Linked DNA regions of Mus musculus: regions 1, 2 and 4 are each linked to region 3. Evidence: chromatin contacts called from public Hi-C data. All regions are on one chromosome and are shown on one strand. The core of a region is the stretch at or near the end of the contact, and the rest is flanking DNA. Distances in the headings are between cores, read along the strand shown. Region 1 has its middle 85 kb from the start of Vav3. Region 2 has its middle 67 kb from the start of Vav3. Region 3 overlaps Vav3 (vav 3 oncogene). Region 4 has its middle 93 kb from the start of Slc25a24.

Region 1 (2,757 bases), core at 12-2,511, 210 kb before region 3:
ACTGCAGAATGTTTCAATTAAATGCTAATAAATGCAGAAAGTGACCCCTCCCCCAGTCCTCGGGTCCTCCTCAGCAGTGGCTTTCAGCCACTTCCTTCTGTCTGGATTCTTAAAAGTGTCCCTGGTGGGCTGCTAGTGACCTGTGTGCTGCCTCTGGCACCCACACACTTCAAGGACAAGCTTCCTCTGGGCATTTGTGACCACTGGGGCTCAAACTTTTCTTAATTGCTTGTATGTTCATCGACTGTCCTTTTGTCACGGTGCAGTGACCCATTTTTTTTTTTTTTTCAACCACTGGGCTGATGGGATCTGATGAGCTGCCAAGTCACATTGATGGGATGTGACTCAGAGAAGGGAGCCACACACGTGATAGTGTGGTGGCATTTGTCTTGATGAAATGCTTTCATTTTATAGAATGTTTGAATTACCACTGTTACTGCGAAAGATGAGCTAATGGCACCTGTTTTGATTCATACGATAATAAAACAGGAAAAAAATTAAAACAAATCTATAAAATCATATGACTATTTCATTCAAGTATTTCTTGGCCACATGCCGTTCTTGGTTCTAAGGCGTAAGCAAGCAATGAAGTTTGAATGAATCAGGAGAGAGTGAGTGTTGTACACATGTTCCTGTTGCTGTAAATGGTTTTAATTTGTCATTCTTTCCCGCTCCCCAAACACACTTAAATCAGAATACACGTAGGAAAAAGATGTGTGTACACTATAAAGGATTTGAAAATAGGACTGAGAAAAATGGGCTTTGTAAATGTGAACATGCTAGATTCAACAGCACACTAAAGGGGTCCCAGAGGGCAGAGCGCACTTGCCTGGATCCTTCTCTTGCTTCTCAGCCAGTTGGCTTCCTGTTGGCTTCAGGTAATGGAAAGATTATGGAGTGGGAAGAGAGGATAAGCCTGATGTGTTGGTTTCCTGTGGCTAGTGTTGCAAATTGCTAAATACACACACACACACACCTACCTAGTGGCTTAAGCTACACAAAGTTATCATTTTATGGTTTGGGAGGCCAAAAGTCAGAAATTTATCTTCAGAGACTAAACTCAGTAGGGCTACCCTCATGCAGGCTCTAGAGACACCCCTAACCCCCGCGCCCCCCTTTTAGGGCATACCCATATTCTTCTGCTTGTGAACACACAACTCTAGTACTGCCTTGACTGACCTCCCTGCCTCTCTCTTATCAGGTCCATTGTGATGACAGTGGGTTTCTGGAAAACTCTGCAGGGCTCCCAGGATGACTCATCAGCCTCTTGTCAGACGTCATTTCTTCCTCAGCCGCTTTTGGAGCAGATCCCCTCCTCTTACTGCTTGACAAGCTGAAGTGGTTTACTGGGTTTTGGACAAGGGGAAGTGGAAGTGCTTGGGTAGTGTTTGTGGGGACAGGGCAGGGAGATGCGAGATGTCTTGGGCACTTGGGTAATTATGAGCAGAGGCTTAGTTTTCCATTTGCCAAGAGAGTTTTCTCTCTCTCTCTCTTAGGCAAACATGCGTGAATGGGGAAGAACTATCTGGAGGACAGCAGTAGTTAGATAGTAAAGGCAGACACACTGGGCCTGTAACTCAGAGCAGTTCGATTTCTGGGTGCAGCTAGTGGGTGCTCCTGACAGAGGTTTTGAACAATACAGGACTAAGGAGAGGTTGGCAAAGCACCTTTGAGAAGGGGATTGATTTCCAGCTAGGCTGCTTAGTCTTCAATTTCCCCTTTCACCCTCTTTATGATCTGCAACAAACTGCTGTGCTCCCTAGCATGTGCCTATGAAAGTGGGACAAGGTCACACAACATTAAGGCTGGCATCAATGCTAAATGAGGTAATGCTCAGAGAAGTATTAAACACATGTGCGACTTCAATTCAATACATAGTTCTAGAAATCCTGAGCCCCTATCCGTGGGCTGCTTGCTGTCCTAAGTCATTGCTCTCTTGGATCTTTTAGCCTACAGGCATATAGAGACATCAGAGTGTACCTAACAACAAACTTAGCTTAGAAAGAAAACCGGGGATGGGAAGACAGAAGGTACACAGGTTTCCTAGGGTGGATGGCTTGAGTTGTGCTAAATGACTGAAATTAAGCCAATGTGTCTGGACTCAAAAGAGCGAGGAGACAGAGAAAGATCTGAGGAAGCCAGCAGGTAAGGGTATTAGGCTCTATGCTAGGAGTCTGTGGAAGCCGTTGAAGGATTTTGGCATCAAACATGTATGTGTATGATGAAGACTTAGGAAGCACCACTGTTAATGGCTCCTGGAGATCAGATTGGAGAGGTGCCAGGTGAGGTGGTGAGAGAAGGGCCTATACTGCTTTGGTAGATGCTCACCTGGATGCCTGGAGCAGGGACTGTGCAGTGAGGGAGAAGCTGGGGTCCAAGAAGGCAGAGAGCACTGGGGAGCCCCTGGATTGATTGACTAGGGAACAATTGCAACTTATCCCTTTGTGTGCTGGACACAGAGGGACAGAGGAGCTTTGGAGACATCTCAGAAAAGATGTTCCCAGTCACTTGGGAGAGGTCTGCCATGGAGCTAGAAATGTTGAACACACTAACTTATAAATAAGGAAACTCTGACCGGACAAGCTAACACGTCTCAAAGTGTTAGTCTGCAGCAGACAAGGCTCTGTTACTGTCCTAGCTCCCTTAATATCTGCAACAGACTTGAGAGATGTTTTCTCCACTTTACAAATGAGGACACAGAGACACCAGAGCTATCCTAGACCTTGCTCAAGGTCAAACAATTACCAAGGCTTAGAA
Region 2 (3,085 bases), core at 6-2,505, 200 kb before region 3:
GGAGACATGTGATCAAGGAGCCATATTGGGGCCTAGCAAACACAGAAGTGGATGCTCACAGTCAGCTAATGAATGGATCACAGGGCTCCCAATGGAGGAGCTAGAGAAAGTAGCCAAGGAGCTAAAGGGATCTGCAACCCTATAGGCGGAACAACATTATGAACTAACCAGTACCCCGGAGCTCTTGACTCTAGCTGCATATGTATCAAAAGATGGCCTAGTCGGCCATCACTGGAAAGAGAGGCCCATTGGACTTGCAAACTTTATATGCCCCAGTACAGGGGAACGCCAGGGCCAAAAAGGGGGAGTGGGTGGGTAGGGGAGTGGGGGTGGGTGGGTATGGGGGACTTTTGGTATAGCATTGGAAATGTAAATGAGCTAAATACCTAATAAAAAATGGAAAAAAAGAAATATTGAGGCTATAGCAATTCATTGTCTATGGAAGAACTGAGAAAGACTATGATATAAGGAGAGGGGTCTACCAGGCATGTACATAGAATGGAATTAAGATACACACAGTGGGTCTGCAGTGTGGTGTATGCTATAGGGAGGTAAAACTGGATAAGTGTGGTGTATGATATAGGGAGGTAAACCTGGACAAGGACCAGCTTGTAAGGTCTTTCTAGACCAAGCTAAGGAATTTGCATTTTATCCTTTAGAGGAACCATCAGAGGATTGTAAATAGGTAAGTTGACTTATATAGGAAGAGCCTACAAAATGGTTATTTGATTTAAGCTTTTTGGAACTCAATGTAACTCTCTTGAAAATAAATTTTCACACAGTTGGAGCAATAGCTCTGACACTTTAATTTGTACCAGAATTACCTGTGGAGATTGACAGAAATATACAGAATGTTAGATAACATCAAATTGACTGGCATCGTTGGGGAATTTGCATATCTCTCAAGAGTCTTCAGAGGATGTCTAAGGTGATCATCTAGGGTCACATTTGAGAAGTGCATGAATGTTTTGGTGAAGGTTGTGGAAGAAGAATTCTAATTTATCACTAACAAATTCAGCACAAAATTTGTTTATTCTGTCAGTGGGATTACAATGAAAAATTTTCCTTCTTCCTCTTTCTTTTCCTTTTCCTTTTCCTCTTCCTCTTTTATTCTTTTAAAATCTGAACAAAGGGAGGTAACTGTCATCTGCTCTGGTGGAAAAATAATGTATTCACAAGGCTCTAGGCTCACTGCTCTACAAAGCCAGCTGGTCGCCATGACTCACCCTCAGAATGCATTTTCACATCCTAGGGGGTGTTGGGGCAAACAGCTGGCCCTCTTTGAGCTCACATCTTGGAAACCTTCCACTGTTCTTATTCCATAAATACAGACCAGTAGCTTAGCTAGGATTTCCATAAACTGTAAGATTTTTCACTAAAATTCTGTGGTGTTAGTGCAATCCTAGTGGGAGGAAGTATGTAGCAATCTGAGCTATGACTGAGAATCATCTGACAATTAATTGGGTGGAAATAAAAAGCTGGGAGCTGAGTAATAAATGAGATACAGTCCAGAGAGGGGTACTGGCTCCTATCACGGGGATTTGTTGTAAAGTAGTCTTGCTAAAACTCATTCTCTAGACCCCTGCTATACAGGGTATGGAATTCTTTGTCTCCATTGCAGACAGTATCTGAATATGTCAACAATGGTTTCAGATGAGTCTTCCAACATCAGCTGTGACTCACCCTTTCTGACCTTCAGTCCGCACTCTCATTGCAGGGAGTCTGTTTCATGAAAGATTCATGGAGAAGATTACTCCAGGGCAACGCACACAGAATGAACGATGCTGCTTTGATGTGTTAAGCTATCTTCCTTCCTTAAAGATTGCCAGGCAAAAAATAGCCATTAAAAAAAAAAAGCATTCTTAGGAAGGATGCTCGCTTGATTGGCACCAGTACTTAAATATGCATGGCAGACCTGAGATCTTTCTTCTTGTAAGTAGCAATAAAACAGTGTTCCCTGATAAATCCTGCAAAAGCATTGACATGGTCTGAGTGCTCTACTTGCAATACAGGGAGCAATGCCATCGCTCACCTGAATTACTGAAGCCCGCTAATATGTGCATGCCTCTCGTTGCTGTGTTTGCACTCCAGTTTCTTTAGAGCAGGGGTTTTCAACTGTCATGCAAGGCTTGAACCCATCATAGGCACAAAACTAAATATTTACTCCACAGATGAGAATAATCTGGACTATAACCAAACATTAGTAGTAATAGTACTGGTAGCAGCAGTAGCAGCAGCCATCCAACCCTTCCTACACTTGACACTCCTCTCAACACTTAACAATAATGCATTTAATGCTCACAAGAAACTTTACAAAATACATTGTTGTCTGTGCCATGTTCAGATAGGGAAACTGAAGTACCAAAGAGAGGGAACTTGCCTACCAACCCAGGAACTGTAAGTGGTGGCTGGGCTTCAGGACTCATGTTCTTGATAAAGTGCTAGCGTGATATAAATGCGCTCCCATCTTTTGCTTGCTCAGACACTTCTGCCTGTCCTTTATTCTCCGGTTTAAGTTTCTTCTTTTCTGCAGGCCTTTGTGCTTTTGTTCTAACAACTCCTGCAAGAAGTTGCTGCTTTGTCTGTGCTCTAGAACCTTCTCACATACACCGGGATAGTAACCACACTGTTGATATTTGCGGACGCACCCATTGTTCTGCTAGTTAATGAGAGCACGTGCTGTTATTTCTTTGTCTCTATGAGGCATAAAGAGCTAGAGACCATCTATAATTCCTATTGTTGTGCTGAGATAGCTGTTGCCTAACTCTTGGAAGATTTATAGATACATGCATTTACCCCAGATAGAGCACTTATAGACCAAAGAAATGATTCTGTCTGAATCCAGCATGGTGAATTATTGATCCTGCTGTGGTTATTTATAAGAGCTTGGATAAGAAGTTACTTACAAGAACACGTGTGAGTCTTGGGCAGCTACATCACTGATAAACTCCCACTCAGAAGGGATGATGACCTATGAGAGCTGTCTCATTGGAGACCCCCCAATCAACCTTCTCCTCCTCTTATACTGTACCTTCCCCTCACCTTTACCTGCACCCCCAACTGAGGCAGGGCCATGCGATGGATG
Region 3 (2,974 bases), core at 247-2,746:
TGCCACATGGGCTTTGTTATGGCTGATAACCACTCTCTGTCCCCAGCGAGACATGCTATGCACCAGTCTGCACCATGCTTCTTCTATGTACCTGCCTTTGTGCTTTGGAACGCTTCTCTCTCTCTCTTTGGAAAACTTCATGACCCTTTATGCCCAATGCACACGTTACCATCCCTGAAAGGCTTCAGTGCTTTCTGCTGCAGTGGTTGGAGTTGTACCTCACTCCAGGATCCTTTTGGAGCTTCCCGTGACTCTGTCAGTCTTTATTCTCCCCATTGAGTAGTAAGCTTCTTAGAGGGAGGGACTGGAACCTTTCCTTGGAAGGATCCCATAGGACATCCTCAAAGCTCTTTTGCTTCTTAAAATTTGATGCTTGTCACAGGAGGAACATGCTTTGGAGACTAGGGTCTGGTAGCACTTCAGTCTTTGGACATGTAGGTGCTATACTAGAGTCATGAGGCTCAGGGTAGAGCCAGGACTGTGGCTTGAGTGATGGCAGCCAGCATCTGTGAGTCCTGAGTGACAGCCTGGTTGGCATAGGAAATAGTGATGTAGGTGGGTGGGGGCTGTCTTTGTACCTTTCCACTTCATTTTGCTCATTTGGGGCATTAGAGTGTTTGAATAGACATCCCTTTGGATGCTTTTAGCTGTCAAAAGTGTGTGTTATTGCCTCTGCCTTGCATTCTCTATACTTTACAAATTATCTACAAGAATATATTACTGTCAAAACTTGAGGTGCCAGGCTAAGGTTCCAATGACTCATAACAAGCAAAAGATCGAGCTAAAAGAAAAGCATTCAGCCCAAAGAAGCACCTACAGGCAGGCCCATCTGGCACCCAAATGACACTTATTAGTGACACACTTGACAGTGCCAGGGGCTTGGAAGAATCATGGTCAGCAAGAAGACTCTAAACAGGACTGGACCAGGCTGAGGTTATGTAAGGCTGCAAATGGCCTGTGTTTATCAGTGTTATCAATTAGGAAGCCAATGCATACTTGCTTGAGTATATTTGGCAATAGGCATATTTGACACTAGGTGAAGATTTTTGCACCAATGATTTCATTTGACTTCACAATTTCCCCAGGATCGGCTTAAATATCTCAAAATCATATGTTAGAAATGGGCTCAGATAAGCTAAGTAACTTACCCAGATCACTCAAGTATGAAATGTTGAAGTCATTCTTCTAGTGCCCAGTCACAAGATTCTAAAACCTGTGTTCTTTTTTTTTTTTTTTTTTTTTTTGTTGATATAACATTCTACTTCTATGTTAGGCAAAGAGATAAGGGTCTAAGAGGGCTACTGACAAGACCCGGAATTTGGAGATACTGTTTCCAGATTCCTAATAGCATAAAGAGATGGTAGATAGTGCAGAATTCTATTACAAATTTCCCATCTTCAAGCAAGTGTTTTGATGAGGGATTACAAGTTGTTCTTATCCATGTCTTGAGGAATCCAGATTTCTAGCTGTAAGTCAAAGAATGGGATCTGAGTCACTCCTTGAGTCACTGCCAGGGCCATGGTGCCTGGCAGGCAGGAACAGTGCGTGCAGGGGCCCCTGGAGCTTGTCTGGTCATGTGAGCTGCCAGGCACGCTGTCTTTGAGACAGGGCCCTGGACTTCAGCCACTGCCATGGAGCCCTTACTTGAGATGTTGTTAATCGTTATGGTGAGAGTACAAACACACCTTTTTCCTCATTTCACAAGCTTCTAAGTGGGCATCTAGGAGTGGGGTGCCTGTGGCACAACATAGGTCATGTGTGCAAGCCCTAGGATGAGGTGAAGGCTGAGATGCAAGTGATGGGCAGCTCTATGTTAGAGTGGATGATGGGCTCCCAATTCTAAGATAGGGGTTTTCCCATGCAGACAAAACTGGTCATGTCACACAGCATACATGCAAAAGATAGACACTGGAGCATCCAACCAAGCTTCCATTACCACTTATTTCAGTAGAATGCTATTTCTTCTTATGCCAAATGTAAGGAAAATTGTGGTGCACTTTTTATTCCTTGGGTCCAGAATCTTTGGAACTCTCTCTTGCATTCATCATCTGGAATAACATACACTGTAATATGAAGATACTCTTAAATTAGACAGCTTCCTTTCTATGAATGGGACCATCATACCAGTTTAGAGCATCAATACTTAGGTTTTGAAACTTCTCAGTAATCATTGTCTGCTCTTACAAATGGTGCTTTCACCTCTTGGATCAGCCATGCTGGTTGCTGCCAGGGTACTCTCTCGAAAGCCCAGTTTTCACCATGCATCCCATTTTGAAGATTATCCATTAAGATAGTCGAGGAGTCAGTGACCTTTGGATCACTTTTGACTTGAATTCCCTTCGACATCAGCTGAGGAGGGTAAATATGATTGCCTTATGAATCAGAAGTCATTCCTGTTCTTTATTAATGTCCACTTGCTGCCTTTTCTTGGGTTTAGTTTGTTTCTCCTTGAAATCTTCATACCACCACAGTTGCCATATCGGATGACGTTTTGATATTTAAGTGTTTATGATATGCACTTGGGTTTAGAATTCAGTGGCCTTTTTCTTCCTAGTTTTTAATTCATCAAGTGTTTTCAATTCCTTTATTTTTATGTTTTTTTTTCCTGACCCTCTTTCTAGTTCTTAAGAGGCTGAGACCCCACCCCTATGTTGAAGATTGTATTTAGTGTTCTTGTCTAGCTTGTGCAAGGACCAATTAATGGGTCACATCCACAGCCCTTTGTCCTGTTAATGTTAGACTTCAGATGGGTTCTTGCTGGGTGATGATTAACCAAAAGAGAAATATATGTTTTGGTTTCTACTGAGAGAGAGAGAGAGAGAGAGAGAGAGAGAGAGAGAGAGAGAGAGAGAGAGAGAGAGAGAATGTGCAGAGACCAGAGGTCAATGTCCACTGTCTTCCTCAGTCCTTTCCTCCTGTATCCACAGTGCTGGGACTGTAGGCACAGCTTGCTTCTTGCTGTTTTTATGAGCAC
Region 4 (2,983 bases), core at 176-2,675, 250 kb before region 3:
CAGGCCCATCTACAACATGTGTGTTTGCATGGAGTGCATGTGCAGCCATGAAGTTGATCCTGGATGGTCTTCCTTGATCTCTCTCTACTTTGTTCAATGAGGCAGGGCATGTTGCTGAATGCAAGGCTCACCAATTTTTGCAGTCTAGCTAGCCAGCTTGCCCTGGAGACACCTTGCTTTAGGCTCTTCAGTCCTGGGATTACAGAAGACTACTCTGACTTCCCAGCTTTTCTGTAGGTTCTGCAGATCAGAACTCTGGTTCTCGCTTGCAGGGTAAGCATGTTGTTCCCTGAATCACTTTCCTAGCCTATCAGGAGTTCTTAAAGTCACAGGTTGGACCCCGAGTCAGATAACTATGCAGAAGACAACTGGTTATATCTTGAATGTATTTGATTTGAGAGGACTATGACATATTAAATTCACCTGATACCTCAGGATAAAGATCTGGGATGAAGACGTAGTTTTGGAAATTATCTGCTTAAAAACAATACTTGAAGCAATAAGCGGGATTACAACAGTTTAAATGCAACCAAGGGAACAGACTGGAGCCTTAGAGCCTGACACAATTTAAGTCTGGTGGCAGGGGAGGAGTCTGCAGGGGACACTGAAAAACAGTGGCTAGTGGCATGAGAGGCCAACTGTGGGGGTGTGGCTGAGAGAGGAAATGACTTCAAGAAAGTTACACTAGGAAGTATGACAATAGTCAAAGGTTAGAGATATCCCCAGGTAAGGTAAAGCCAGTGACACATTGGTGAGGAAGTAGAATGCTGTGGGTTGAGGAGTAGACAGGAGATGACAAAATGATGCTTGGGAATGAAAGTGTGTCTAAAGGTGCAGCTGTGAAAGAAAGAGATGGAAGGAAGTGAGTGGGGAGAGTACAAGCTGCAGAAGATGGGTGAAAAGGGATTGTGGGGAGGGGATCTAAAGAAAGACATCCTGAGTGGTAATAAAGGTTGAATGTGGACTTGCAAGTGGCTTGACTGGCTGAGGGAACCAGTTACCCGCTAAGCTAAGTGGAAGCCAGTAGGCAGAAACAGTCTGAGGAGGCATTTCATGTCTGTCAGGTAGCAATGAACATGAAGATAAATCCAGTGCTCATTGTGAAGGATGAAAAGGAGAGATCTGTCTTTTTCCGAAGTTGAACATCTTAAGGGAATCTGAGATCACTCATTCATTCAACATTGAATAGCAGATGCCTATGTTAACAACCCAGAGTATTGGTGGGCCACGACTAGAGGAGACATTTACTGACCCAGAATTCCCAGGTGCTTGCTTGTCTCTTTGCTGTAACCAAATTCCAGACAAGAAGTAGCTTAGGGGAAGAAAGATTTATTTTAGCTCACAATTTCATGGAGGGGGAGTCACAGTGGCTGCCAGTTGGTAGAAACTGTTTGTATAATTTTGGCATTTCCTGGAAGCACAGGCTGTCAGGAAGTGGGCTGGCTATAAATTTCACAATCTTCCAGTGACCTACTTCCTTTATTGAGGATCCATCTCTGAAGATTCCATTAGTTCTCTGAACAGCATCACCACCAGTGTTTAAACACAACAGCTTGTGGGGACTAGTTTACATTTAAACCATAGTGGCTTGAGAGAGAAAATGTGTTTAATGGATAGGCATACTGTATTTGCTCAGTGTTTTCAGTCTCGATGGCACGTGAGGATTTTTGTTGTTTGCTTTCTTAAAGTGCCATGCTAGTCCTAGCCAGTCTGACTCTATCTGAGCCTCTGTGGATAGCACATGAGCACTCATGGTTGTCAAAGTTCCTCAGGGACCCCTAATATGCAGTCAAGTGAATAAAGTACAAATGAGCATAGAGTTGTTGGCATGGGGGATTGCTTTGCTGATGCTGACAAGAGGGATGGATGCTATTTTGGTGGGTATTAATGGCACCTGCTCTTGGCATCAGGGACCTCATAAGGCAGAATAATGCTTAAGAAGGCTACAAGATCTAGAGCAGTGGGTCTTAATCTTCTCAATTCAATGACCATTTAATACAGCACCTCATGTTGTTCATGTTGTTCACCACAGTGACTCCCAAGCATAAAATTATTTCACTAATACTTTGTGTTTTAGTTAGAGTTTTATGACTGTGAACAGACACCATGACCAAGGCAAGTCTTATAAACAAACAAACAAACAAACAAACAAACAGAAAAACATTTAATTGGGGCTGGCTTACAGGTTCAGAGGTTCAGTCCATTATCATCAAGGTGGGAGCATGGCAGTCCAGGCAGGCATGGCGCAGGAGGAGCTGAGAGTTCTATGTCTTCATCCAAAGGCTGCTAGTGGAAGACTGACTTCCAGGCAACTAGAGTGAGGATCTTATACCCACACCTACAGTGACACACCCATTCCAACCATGTCACACCTATTCCAACAAGGCCATACCTTCAGATGGTGCCACTCCCTGGTCCAAGGATATACAAACCATCACACTTTGTAACTGTCTCAAATGAAATGTATTCACTGATAAGTGGATATTAACCCAGAAACTTAGTATAGCGAGATATAAGGTACAATATGTAAAACATATGAAACTGAAGAAGAACGAAGACCAAAGTGTGGACACTTTGCTCATTCTTAGAATTGGAAACAATCACCCATGGAAGGAGTTACAGAGACAAAGTTTGGAGCTGAGACAAAAGGATGGTCCATCTAGAGACTGCCATATCCAGGGATCCATCCCATAATTAGCCTCCAAGCGATGACACCATTGCATACACTAGCAAGCCTTTGTTGCAAGTACGGTGATATAGCTGTCCCTTGTGAGACTAGGCCGGGGCCTAGCAAACACAGAAGTGGATGCTCACAGTCAACTATTGGATGGATCACAGGGCCCCCAATGGAGGAGCTAGAGAAAGTATCCAAGGAGCTAAAGAGATCTGCAACCCTATTGGAGGAACAACAATATGAACTAACCAGTACCCTGGAGCTCTTGACTCCAGCTGCATATGTATCAAAAGATGGCCTAGTTGGCCA

What was found. Hi-C and Micro-C count contacts between places; a contact is called where the count stands out from the background.
Region 1: a contact with region 3 is called in a Hi-C map of bone marrow-derived macrophages, with 40 read pairs. The contact joins two enhancer-like sites. A contact is called at or near these places in 2 of 15 datasets of contacts at CTCF or cohesin (the NIH/3T3 cell line and large pre-B cells), 4 of 484 Hi-C or Micro-C datasets (bone marrow-derived macrophages, liver and peritoneal macrophages), 6 of 115 datasets of contacts at active chromatin or transcription factors (bone marrow-derived dendritic cells, bone marrow-derived macrophages, cardiomyocytes and 3 more) and 1 of 9 other capture datasets (bone marrow-derived macrophages).
Region 2: a Hi-C map of bone marrow-derived macrophages shows a contact between it and region 3, with 24 read pairs. The contact joins two enhancer-like sites. A contact is called at or near these places in 1 of 15 datasets of contacts at CTCF or cohesin (large pre-B cells), 2 of 484 Hi-C or Micro-C datasets (both in bone marrow-derived macrophages) and 1 of 9 other capture datasets (bone marrow-derived macrophages).
Region 4: a contact with region 3 is called in a Hi-C map of bone marrow-derived macrophages, with 27 read pairs. The contact joins two enhancer-like sites. A contact is called at or near these places in 1 of 15 datasets of contacts at CTCF or cohesin (the NIH/3T3 cell line), 1 of 484 Hi-C or Micro-C datasets (bone marrow-derived macrophages) and 2 of 115 datasets of contacts at active chromatin or transcription factors (DN3 thymocytes and embryonic stem cells).

What each region holds. Positions count from the first base shown.
Region 1 is chr3:109,253,865-109,256,621 of GRCm38.p6, forward strand. No RefSeq gene overlaps it. Among named protein-coding and RNA genes, the nearest start is that of Vav3, 85 kb to the right of the region's middle. Within about 2 kb of position 1,262, at least 129 of the 459 cell types and tissues checked have an H3K27ac peak or open chromatin away from gene starts, as enhancers often do. A contact at or near this core is called in the NIH/3T3 cell line and bone marrow-derived macrophages, where this site is marked.
Region 2 is chr3:109,271,971-109,275,055 of GRCm38.p6, forward strand. No RefSeq gene overlaps it. Among named protein-coding and RNA genes, the nearest start is that of Vav3, 67 kb to the right of the region's middle. Within about 2 kb of position 1,256, at least 77 of the 459 cell types and tissues checked have an H3K27ac peak or open chromatin away from gene starts, as enhancers often do. A contact at or near this core is called in bone marrow-derived macrophages, where this site is marked.
Region 3 is chr3:109,468,130-109,471,103 of GRCm38.p6, forward strand. All of the region lies in intron 2 of Vav3 (vav 3 oncogene), which reads left to right. Among named protein-coding and RNA genes, the nearest start is that of Vav3, 130 kb to the left of the region's middle. Within about 2 kb of position 1,497, at least 57 of the 459 cell types and tissues checked have an H3K27ac peak or open chromatin away from gene starts, as enhancers often do. A contact at or near this core is called in the NIH/3T3 cell line and bone marrow-derived macrophages, where this site is marked.
Region 4 is chr3:109,215,111-109,218,093 of GRCm38.p6, forward strand. No RefSeq gene overlaps it. Among named protein-coding and RNA genes, the nearest start is that of Slc25a24, 93 kb to the left of the region's middle. Within about 2 kb of position 1,426, at least 9 of the 459 cell types and tissues checked have an H3K27ac peak or open chromatin away from gene starts, as enhancers often do. A contact at or near this core is called in bone marrow-derived macrophages, where this site is marked.